2 separate regions of the Mus musculus genome follow, and region 1 is linked to region 2. A link is a contact called in public promoter capture Hi-C data. All regions are on one chromosome and are shown on one strand. Each heading gives the region's core, a stretch centred on a gene start, on an enhancer-like site or on the middle of the called end of the contact. The rest is flanking DNA. Distances are from core to core; before and after follow the strand shown.

Region 1 (5,028 bases), core at 2,472-4,971, 370 kb after region 2:
TCCATTCTTAACTCATAAAATGGTGGTGATAGGTTTGAAGAGATGTCTCAGCAGGTAAAGATGTCTGCTGCCAAGCCTGACCTCCTGAGTTCCATCTCCTGCATCTACACAGTGGGAAGAGAAAACTGACTCCCACAGGTTGTCCTCTAACCTCTACTTGCATGCCATAGCATGTACATGCGTGCATGCTCGCGCACACACTTGCACATGTACACACATGCACACACATTAAATAAATTGTATATAACAATAGAAATAATAGTGACAGCTATGAGTTAAATAAGATGATAACAAGAAAAGCCTTTGTAGAGCCGGGCATGGTGGCACACGCCTTTAATCCCAGCACTCGGGAGGCAGAGGCAGGTGGATTTCTGAGTTCGAGACCAGCCTGGTCTACAAAGTGAGTTCCAGGACAGCCAGGGCTACACAGAGAAACCCTGTCTCAAAAAACAAAACAAAACAAAAACAAAAACCAAAAACCAAAAAACAAAACAACAACAACAAAAAGCCTTTGTAAAATGTTGGGTCTTAGCCATATCTGGGTATTCCTTGAAGGATCTAGGAAAGATCCACAAAAGGGCTGAGGCCCAGCTAGTTCTAAATTTCATATGCATAGCTCTTGCCTAGGTTCCCTAGGAGCTATGGAACCCTTCAACTCTGGAGGCTCTCCATTGGCTGCCCAAAGCTCTTGTCCTCCCCCCACATGCCTGCTCCTCCAGGGTCAAGGCTGCCCTAGTGGCCCCAGTGGCAAGGCTGGGACAGAGACCCCTGCTATTCTTCATCCTGGCCACATGGCTCCTGAGGTCCCAGCCCTGTCTACACTTTTAGCTCCTGTCTTTGCTCACTGACTTGTGCCTCTGCTGGGGGAGTCTCTACACAGCTAGCAAGGTCCTGTGATGCTGGGCTCTGACCATTCTGGGGCTGGGGAAGTGTGGACCCCCCTCCCTCTCATCCACTGTTCTGACTCAGTTCCTATCTGAGGAATGTGCCTGCAGAGCTCAGTCTCAAGTGAATGTCACTGGAGGAATGTGGTGAGGGAGTGCAGTGCTGAAGTTATCCGGGTCCACAGCAGCTCTTTCTTCTGGAAAGTTCTATCCAGAGAAACAGTGGCTGATCCTTTCTGAATGCTCAGGTGCCATGCTCCTATTCTCAGGCTAAGAGAAATTATGGCCACTGAATTTGGAGTGGAGAAGACTGAGGTACAGCAAGGGGAAGGCAGGGGGATGACACTTTTATTAATGACAGGCTGAAGTTGGTCCTCAACCCCCAGATACTGGAGTTTCTTGCCTAGACTGTAAGTAGGGCGGCAAGTCTTAGGGGCAGCAGAGTGGATCCAAGTCACCAGAGGCCTCTCTAGTGTGCGTACACCCCCTCCATCCATCCTACCAACACCCACCCTGATGCAGATTCTGCCAAACACTGTGCCCACAGGGTCCATGCAGCTGTCTCTGTGACCACTGGCTCCCCACACCCCACACATTATTGTTGGGAGGCTGGGTGCTTTCCAGTTCTGCACAGCGTGAACTAGGATGTTATAACCATCTTGGCGCGAGCTGCCTCTTCCCTCTCCCCAAAATGTTCCTTCCCTCTTGTGAGGCTTTGGGCCCTTTCCTGACTCGTTCATCTGTAGGCAGGAGCTAGCAGGACAACTCTTGGGAAATGCTGGCAGCAGCCCATGTACCAGCTTTAGTCTTTGCCATGATGAGACTGTTCCAGCCCGGGACTCTAACCTTCTTACCTACTGCCTGTGTCCCACTCTGTGCCTCCTTGCTTCCACAAGGTGAGGATGACCCCCCATTTCTCAGATGAGGACGATGAAGCCTAGAGATATTTAGCAGTGGCCCTGGGGTGGCAGAAGGGAGGTGAACTTGACTTAGGCCAGGCTGATTGGAGGTCAGGGTTCTATACCAAGATCATCTCCTGGGCCATTCTGCACATATATCGTTCCTAGGTACCTCCTGTGTATACTCTGTCTCCTTGCTGCCCCTCCCTGGAAGGAAGAAGACCCCTTCCCACTGAAGCTCCTACCTAGAGCTCAGGGTCCTCATAGAGCCAGCTATCTGGTTATCTGGGACATTCTGTGGGTTCAGTCTATCCCACCAGCTCTAGAATCATGTTTACAGCCAAGGATACTCAACAGCAAGGATCTGAAGATCCTCAAGTGCGGATATGCCTGGAAGTCACTGGTCACCTTCTAACACCTTTACCCAATAGACCATTCCTTGGGCTTGTTGAATGACCAAGCCATCAGATGAAGGGACAGATGGATAGCCAGACACAGAAGCAGGCCAACAGATGTATGGCTGGCTTAGGGGTGACAGCCTGTGTCACAGAGGCTTCAGAGAGAGACATAGGTGTTTCTAATGGGAAAGGAGAGATGCTTTGGGCCCACACCAGCAGGTAGGGAGAACAATGTTGGGAGATAGTCAGAAGATAGTTCTCTGGCTGTCAAGCCCTTTCCTGTACCTGTGACAGACATGACTAATCAACCAGGGTTATGCTCCCACTGAAACTGGTTCCCAACTCTCCCAGTAAGCCAAGAGAAATAGATTGCAGGTAGCCCATGTGGGCTGCACTACAGCACTAACCTAGCTGTTATTATTGGAGACCCAAGTTTCTCTAGGCTTGTACAGAGGCCCATCCACATCTGGGTCTCACACTGGGGTTATATGTACCAGTAGAGGGACTCAAACATGCCTGGTTTCTTCCAGTGTTCTACACAGGGCTGGAATTGACTTTTTACCAGCATGGGGTCTAGGGGCACAGCTCTGGGTGCTCTGGTATGTATGGCTTGCTGGGGGTTGTTTTCTGCCCTTCATAGGCACGCAGCTCCTGGAGAGGTGATCTGGCCACAGACGGTCCAGAAGCCCCACTATCTGTATTGAGTGTCCCTATCTGATTTCACAGCTTCAGTGGTTCTCAGATATGTTCCAGAATGGGTATGTCATAGCCCAGTCCTCTGGGCAGCTGCCTGTCCAGTGGTTGGGCCTCAGGAACTCTTGGGGAAGCCCTACCAGACTGAGATTCCACACACACACATACACCCCAGTGCATGTGGTTGGGGCTGTGTGTGTGTTAAATAATGTCACATTTGTGGCTGGGAATGTAACTCAGTGAGAAACACGCAGGAAGCTCTGGGTTCATTTCCAGAATCAAACAAACCAGCTATGGCAGTGTGTGCTTGCCATCCAGCCTCTGGGGGTGGAGGGAGTAGGATGCACTCATTCAAGGTTGTCCTTGGCTGTATAGTGAATTTCAGGCCAGCCTAGGGGCACATGGGACCCTGTCTCAAAAAGGGGGTGGTGGTGACGAAGGAAAGGTCCTTCTGTGTCCTATCATGACTCCAAATACGGATCTTTCTCTCTTTTTCTTCAGAAGTGACCTGGCCCCTAGAGCCCAGCACCAGCACCAGCTGGAGGTCTGTGCTGGGATCTGACCTGGCCCAGACAGAAGCCGCCTAACTATGAGAGACCCCTCTGGCTGATACAATGTGTCTGAGCCTCATCTTGACCCTGGAAGTTCAGAAACTTCCCACACTTCTTGGGACCTCCTTCCTTCCTGGAATTTGGGGGATTCTTCATCAGTGTGCCCCTCCATGTAGAAACAGTTTGACTCTGAGAGGGGGAGCTTGAGGTGAAACTGGCCACCCTGCACATGCCAATCTGGGATGGGCCCCAGGGTTTGCTGGCCTCTGCCATCAGTTCCTCCCTCCATGTGTTGAGTGCAAGGCCCTGAGTAGACTTGCCTACAAGGGAGCCTGGGCCAACTGCCTGGTAGCTGCCCACTCACCCCTCCTGTCTGCCAAGCTGGCCACACGCAGCCTGTGCTTCCCACCCCTGAAAGTCAACAGGCTCGTTTTAGCAAATGTGGAAGCCACAGAGGCAGAAAGGTATAAACAAACTGCCCCTTCCCACCCCTGCCTCTTCCAGATCATTCCTTCTCACTGATGCTGTTCACCATCAATGAGCGCTGCGACAAGCCAGCTCTATACCAGACACACCAGGGCCTCTGTCCTCAGACAACCTATGATGATGACAGTCATTTCATAGATGAAGAAACTGAGGACCCAGGGAGGTGATCCAGTGGCCTAGGGTTGCAGAGAGTGTACTATGACCTCTGACCCCAACAGGCAGACATGAGGAAACCAAAGCGCTAGACCAGTGAGTGTGTGAACAACAAGGAACTCAGCCTCCAGCTCTCTGCAGGGGTCTCCATGTTAAGAAACTACAGAATCCCTTGTGTTTGTACCCTGGGGTGTCCAGTGGCACCAGAATTCTGTGTATGTGAGACACAGATATAAAGAAAATGAGGCCGGGTGGTGGTGGCACACGCCTTTAATCGTAGCACTTGGGAGGCAGAGACAGGCAGATTTCTGAGTTTGAGGCCCGCCTGGTCTACAAAGTGAGTTCCAGGACAGCCAGGGCTATACAGAGAAACCCTGTCTCGAAAAAACAAAACAAAACAAAAAACCAAAAAAAAAAAAAAAAAGAAAGAAAGAAAGAAAGAAAGAGAAAGAGAAAAATAAAAAGGAAAAGGAAAAGAAAATGAATCCAACAGACAAGCACTCCTCAAAGGTCCTTCAGAGGATCCATGAGTGAATGCTGTCAGGAGCCACACGCCCCTGTAAGACTTTCTATGGTGGTTCTGCAAGTTATCACAGTCCCAAAGACAGCATTTCACCACCGTTTCTATTTGCTCTTTTCTTGAGGCAGTATCGCTGCCCACAGCTATGTCGGCCAGGGCCCCTGCTGAAGATCCTGCCTAAGTCAACCCGTGTGGCCACAGGGCAAGCTGGCGGCAGATCACACCATCTGACCCCACCTATCTTGCCCGCTATGCCCCCGGGAAGACAGGCCTTCTTTCTCTCCTCTCTGAGCCTCCCTTCTGCCTGCCTTCCCAGCTCGATTAGCCAGATAAGGCTGTCTGCCAGGTGACTATTCCTCAGAAAAATGACTTCATTATCACCTTCAGGGCCTGGTACTGGAGGAGGGATGTGTGTGGCTGGGTGGACACCCCCTCCAGGGGCTC
Region 2 (4,845 bases), core at 2,182-4,681:
TGGGAGGAAAATAATTTATAATCCAAGTCTGTGTGGTCCTCACACTGTCTCCAAAGGGGCTCTAAATACTCAAAGTGCGTCTGTAACCACCAGAATCACATACACGATAAAAGGGTAACTAACAAATCAATCATTAGAAGGGGAAGTGAAACAGAGAGAAAAAAATACTGGTTAACCTAAAAGTTACCCAGAAAGGAGAAGAGAGGAATTGACCCACAGTAAACAACACAATGTTAGACTTACAAATGAATAACCCAAAATTTATACTAAATATAAATGCCTACTAGAGGGCAAAGACTGCCACATTAGAGTCCCTGTAAAACTTCCAACTGGCTATAGGAAACCCAGTGTAAGTACAAGGAAAGAGACAGGTCAACTGTAACAGGCAAGGGGGAGGAGCAAAGCACTTACTTAAGGAAAGATGCTGTCGCCTCTGTCAATAGACAGACTCAGCAGTAAAACGGCCAGAGAGAACAGGCATTTCGTGATGACAACAGGTTATAGCAACAAGATCTACTCACAAAAGCTCAAACCAGTTGTTTTCAGACTGTGCTATGGAATTGCCTGGACCTGGTGAGGGACCAAGCACGTAACTGAATGACAGTCCCAGTGGCTTCCACTGCATCGGCCCACTTCAGGGCTGGCGTCCAGCCTTCAAAGTTACTGCTAGGACTTAGTAGCCTTCAGTCTTTTGAAGGGAAGCTAGGAATAAATGAAACTATTTGGGTTCTGCAACACAGACCCCAAAGTTGACTGGAAACAGACCCCAAAAGTGACCAGGATGACTGGGAACAGAATGGTTCCTGCTACCAGCTATAGAACGCTCAGCAGGGGAGTCAAGGCTGTCTGGCCCTTGTAGACAAATGCCTGTGGGTCTCTGCAGCCCCAGGAAAATCCAGTGTGTCCTGCTGTTGGCACCTGGAGCTCTCTGCCTTTCCAAAAAGTTGCTCAGAGGCCCGGGCCAAAGCCAGTGGATCTATATGAGCTCTGGGATAGAGGAGGCTCTTAGCAGAACCTCTTGGGGAAAGAGTCTGAGGGAGCCACATGGTAGTCACCATAAATAGGAAGAAGGGATGGGGTACAGTAGGACCTGATAGCTACCTGCACGTGACCAGATGACTGTTTATAAAACCTGTTCCTGAGTGACCACAAAGGCAGAGAAGGGTCTGGGTGGCCTGGATGGAGACCTGACCAGTGTAGCTAGGATCACAATGATCATGGCTAAGCACAGTTGAGGCCGAAGAACAGCTAGTCGAGTCCGACTATGTCAGAGCCAAAGGCAAACCTTCTTGACCTCTCGGTAAGGCCAGCCCTGGGCCTCTGCACAAAGCCCTCAAGCCAGGCACGCTACTCACCCGCCCATTTGTCTCTCCTTTCCACCAGCCCTGGTCCCCACCAATTCGGCTGTAGATCTTCACCACATCACCTTCTCGCAGTGACAGCTCCCGCATGTCTCGAGCAGCAAAGTTGTACCTGGCCACGGCTGTGCCGATGACCCGCGGTGTGAACACTATTGGGGAAGACAGGGTGAGACATCAAACAACTGCAGGAGCTGCCCAGCCAGGGCTAGAGGTCCTCAGACTGAGCTGTGTCCCTTCCCTGGTACCTAGACTACGGCTTTGTGCCCACAGCTAGGAAGGTCTCTGGAGGAACACTAGCCTCCAGCTGAGGGCCTGTCACACCTGCATTTGGGCATATGACACATCTATGCATGCACTTAATGGGGGTTTGAGCTATCACCACCAATGCTGGGCCACTATCACAAGCAATAAGCATGCCATTGGTGAACAGAGCAGGCACCCATGCCTTGACCATCCCCACCCCAGGTCCCCAAACTAGATTGCAACCCAGTGGACTTGTTCAGCCCAGAACCCAGGAGTCCTGGGGACAGGTGACAATGGCAGTGAGGGGACACATGGCCTCACACAGAAGGGCTTTGGCTCTGGCAGCAGAAAGCACGTCAGACCAGGGATGACTAAAACCCTCTCCTCCACACCCATTCCTGTTCCCATGGCAGCTCTCCTGGCTGCAGAGTAGTCACCAGCTCTGCCCCCAACCCCATCTCCCAAACCAGAGGCAAAGCTCTCAGTGGCCGGGAAGGATGACAAGCTGATGAGGCAGGGACGTGTCCACCAGTGTGACCAGGGATGAGCCCTACCAAATGCGTCCTCATGTGCAGCAGCCTTGGCCAGATCCCCAGCCGTCCCCCTCCCCCCCAGCACCAGGCTGCACAGTCAGGGGGACCCATCAGGCTGGGCCCTGAGCAGTAGAGGTACCTGACCAGAAGGGAGCAGAAGGGGCCTGGGGGGCAAAGCTGAGGCCCTGAGGACTGAGAAAAGAAAAGTTGTAGGAAGCGCAGGAAGCTGCAAAGAGGCAAGAGAGAGCATAAGACAGGGTAGAGCCAAGGAGCCACAGGCGATGCCAGGCTCTACCTCAGGAGGATGCTGGGGAGGGCAGGGGCCTACCACAGGCACAGCTAGGCCACTGCTTGCTCTACACCTATGTCTTGAAAGGACACTGAGGCCAACTGTCATGGAGGTTGGCAAGCCTCTGCTGGTCTGCTCTGTCTGGGGTGGGGAAAGGAAGATCCCATAGTTCTGCAGGTCCCTGCAGACTGGAGATATGGGAAGCTCAGGGGAAAGAGCCCTGGGCTAGAAGCCAAAAGCTCTGGGCCTCTCTCTGCCCCGAGGTCCAGGCTGCACACTTGTCATCAGCTTTGAAATCCCCACTGTAGGCAGAGAGCTGCCTTGAATAGCCAAGGCCCCAGGGCACCCACGGAGGGCTCTGTTCTCAGATCCTGCCTTACTGCTTCTCCTTACTGTCAACTCCTAGCACAGGTGCCAAGAGTCAGGGTAGAAGTGTAGACCCCGTCTGCTACGTGAAATGAGAAGGGGTGTGAGTCAGGGCCACTGATAGATGTGGAGGGCCTGGCCCACATTCAGGGATCGGGCAACAACCCAGGGGGACAGGGAGATCTTGGCCCTTCACGTGGCCTGAGTAGATAACCCTGGACACAGGCATTACCTGGAGACCGGCTTGAGGCCCTGCTGGTGGTTCGCTCCCGAGACTTGTAGGGGAACTTGAGTGTAGTGTCCAACTGCTTGAAGCTTTCCTTGAGTGAGTGACACTGGTAGTACTCCACCAGCTCCTGCAGGGGTTGCACACTCACCAACCGCTGGAGACTCAGGAGCCCTCCCACCTCCTGGGTTCAAGGGATGGGCTCTTCTGAGACCCCCTCAATCTCACTCCAGCCAAGCCCAGCTAGGATGGCCAGTGCCTCAAAAACCTCTCCCTCAGGCGCAGGGCTCCCAAATATTGCTGAAAGAATGCTCTGGAAAGAATGCCAAAGAAAACAAACTGCTGACGACTGTGCCATCCATGCTGGAGGGAGGCACACCTGCAGGGCAGAATGCCACGAGGCTAGAGCCACTCAGAGGACTGGACAGCTACGAATGACGGCCACACAAAGAGGTGTGCTGTGGCTTTGTAGGAGCTCTGTGAACCACGGCCTGGCTGCCCCAAGAGGCACCTACAGTCTCACCAGATGGTGTGTGTTTGTTAGCTCTGGGCTGTGAAGAGGATTTCAGGCACTTTCTGTTTGCCTGTGTTTTCCTGTAGGTCACAGGGGGTAAAGGAAATCTCCAATGTCCTGCCAGGGGAGCCATGTTTGTGACTTAAGAAGAAAAAAAAAATACGGGGCCAGGTATGGTGGTACACGCCTTTAATTCCAGCCAAGTAGGAAGGCAGAGAGAACTCCACAGTGAGTTCCAGACCTGCCAGAGCTACATCATGTCTGTCTCCAAAAACAAAGAAAAAGGGTTGGGGTTGAGGTTGGGCTCGGAGGTAGGGCAATTGTCTAGTATGTGCAAGGCCCTGGGCTCTGTGCTAGTACCAAAAGGGAGTGGTGGAGGTCAAAATCAACTATTTTAGTGTCACTTTAAGGAATAGAATGCCTTTAACTGCATTCTGGTGGGGCTGACCACAAGGACGGGAGGAGAGGATCAGCCTGAGGCAACTGGTAATCTCATGTCCAAGGTGACATTTGAGCTAGGGAAAGTTTTGGAGTGACCCAACTCCGGTATAACATGACTCCAACTGTTCCCAGGAATCCTGTCAAGTGTCTCTAGATTTCTCTGGGAAGAATCACCCCTCCCTAGGCAGAGAGAACGGATCATCGGGGGCAGAGTGGACAGTGGAGAGCCCTTGGGCCTCTGGCCAGGGTCTGGAGCAGTGACAGTTACAGGTACACGTACCAGGAGGCTCTCAAACTTCTTAGCTTCCGTGATGTGGATCCAGCTATCTTTCTCCACCACCTTGATATGTTTCACCTCATCATTGAACCTGGATAGACAGACAGACAGACAGACAGACAGCCCCAGGCTTATTCCAGATCTGCTTCAGCAAAGATCCTGACCTACACCTCTACACTGACTGTGCAGCTGCCTCTCCAGCCCTTGGCCCACTCCATTTGAGCAGATCTTCCATATCTCTCCCTGCCTACTTTAAGTCCATACCCTAGAGTCCCCACTACCAACTCTGACCTCAGTCCCTAACCCCCTATAGGAGGCTCCAAAGCACGGAGCACAAGTTCATCAGGTCCCAGGGGCAGCGGCCCTGCCCTCATCATCTTTAGTTCAAGTGTATCTAACCTAGAGAGCCTTGGGAGGCTCCCAGCAAATGACAGCCCAGCCCATGTGAGGCAACACCAAGGTTCAAGATGTCACACAGACAGCAATCTCAAGCCAGTGTCCTGATGTCCATGGGTGTAGGAACTCAGTCAGTGAAGCAAGAGAACCTATCTCCCTAAATATGTCTACACATGACCCAAACATGTAACATGGACTG

Evidence for each region. Capture Hi-C pulls out chosen DNA fragments and counts their contacts.
Region 1: a promoter capture Hi-C map of liver shows a contact between it and region 2, with 2.3 times the contacts expected there. The contact joins two enhancer-like sites. A contact is called at or near these places in 2 of 9 other capture datasets (embryonic stem cells and liver).

The regions. Positions count from the first base shown.
Region 1 is chr2:27,636,045-27,641,072 of GRCm38.p6, forward strand. No RefSeq gene overlaps it. Among named protein-coding and RNA genes, the nearest start is that of Rxra, 39 kb to the right of the region's middle. Within about 2 kb of position 3,722, at least 12 of the 459 cell types and tissues checked have an H3K27ac peak or open chromatin away from gene starts, as enhancers often do. A contact at or near this core is called in liver, where this site is marked.
Region 2 is chr2:27,265,875-27,270,719 of GRCm38.p6, forward strand. Vav2 (vav 2 oncogene) reads right to left here. Exons shown (of 28, transcript NM_009500.2): 24 at 4,254-4,341; 25 at 3,025-3,148; 26 at 2,277-2,363; 27 at 1,356-1,510. Among named protein-coding and RNA genes, the nearest start is that of Sardh, 21 kb to the left of the region's middle. Within about 2 kb of position 3,432, at least 9 of the 459 cell types and tissues checked have an H3K27ac peak or open chromatin away from gene starts, as enhancers often do. A contact at or near this core is called in liver, where this site is marked.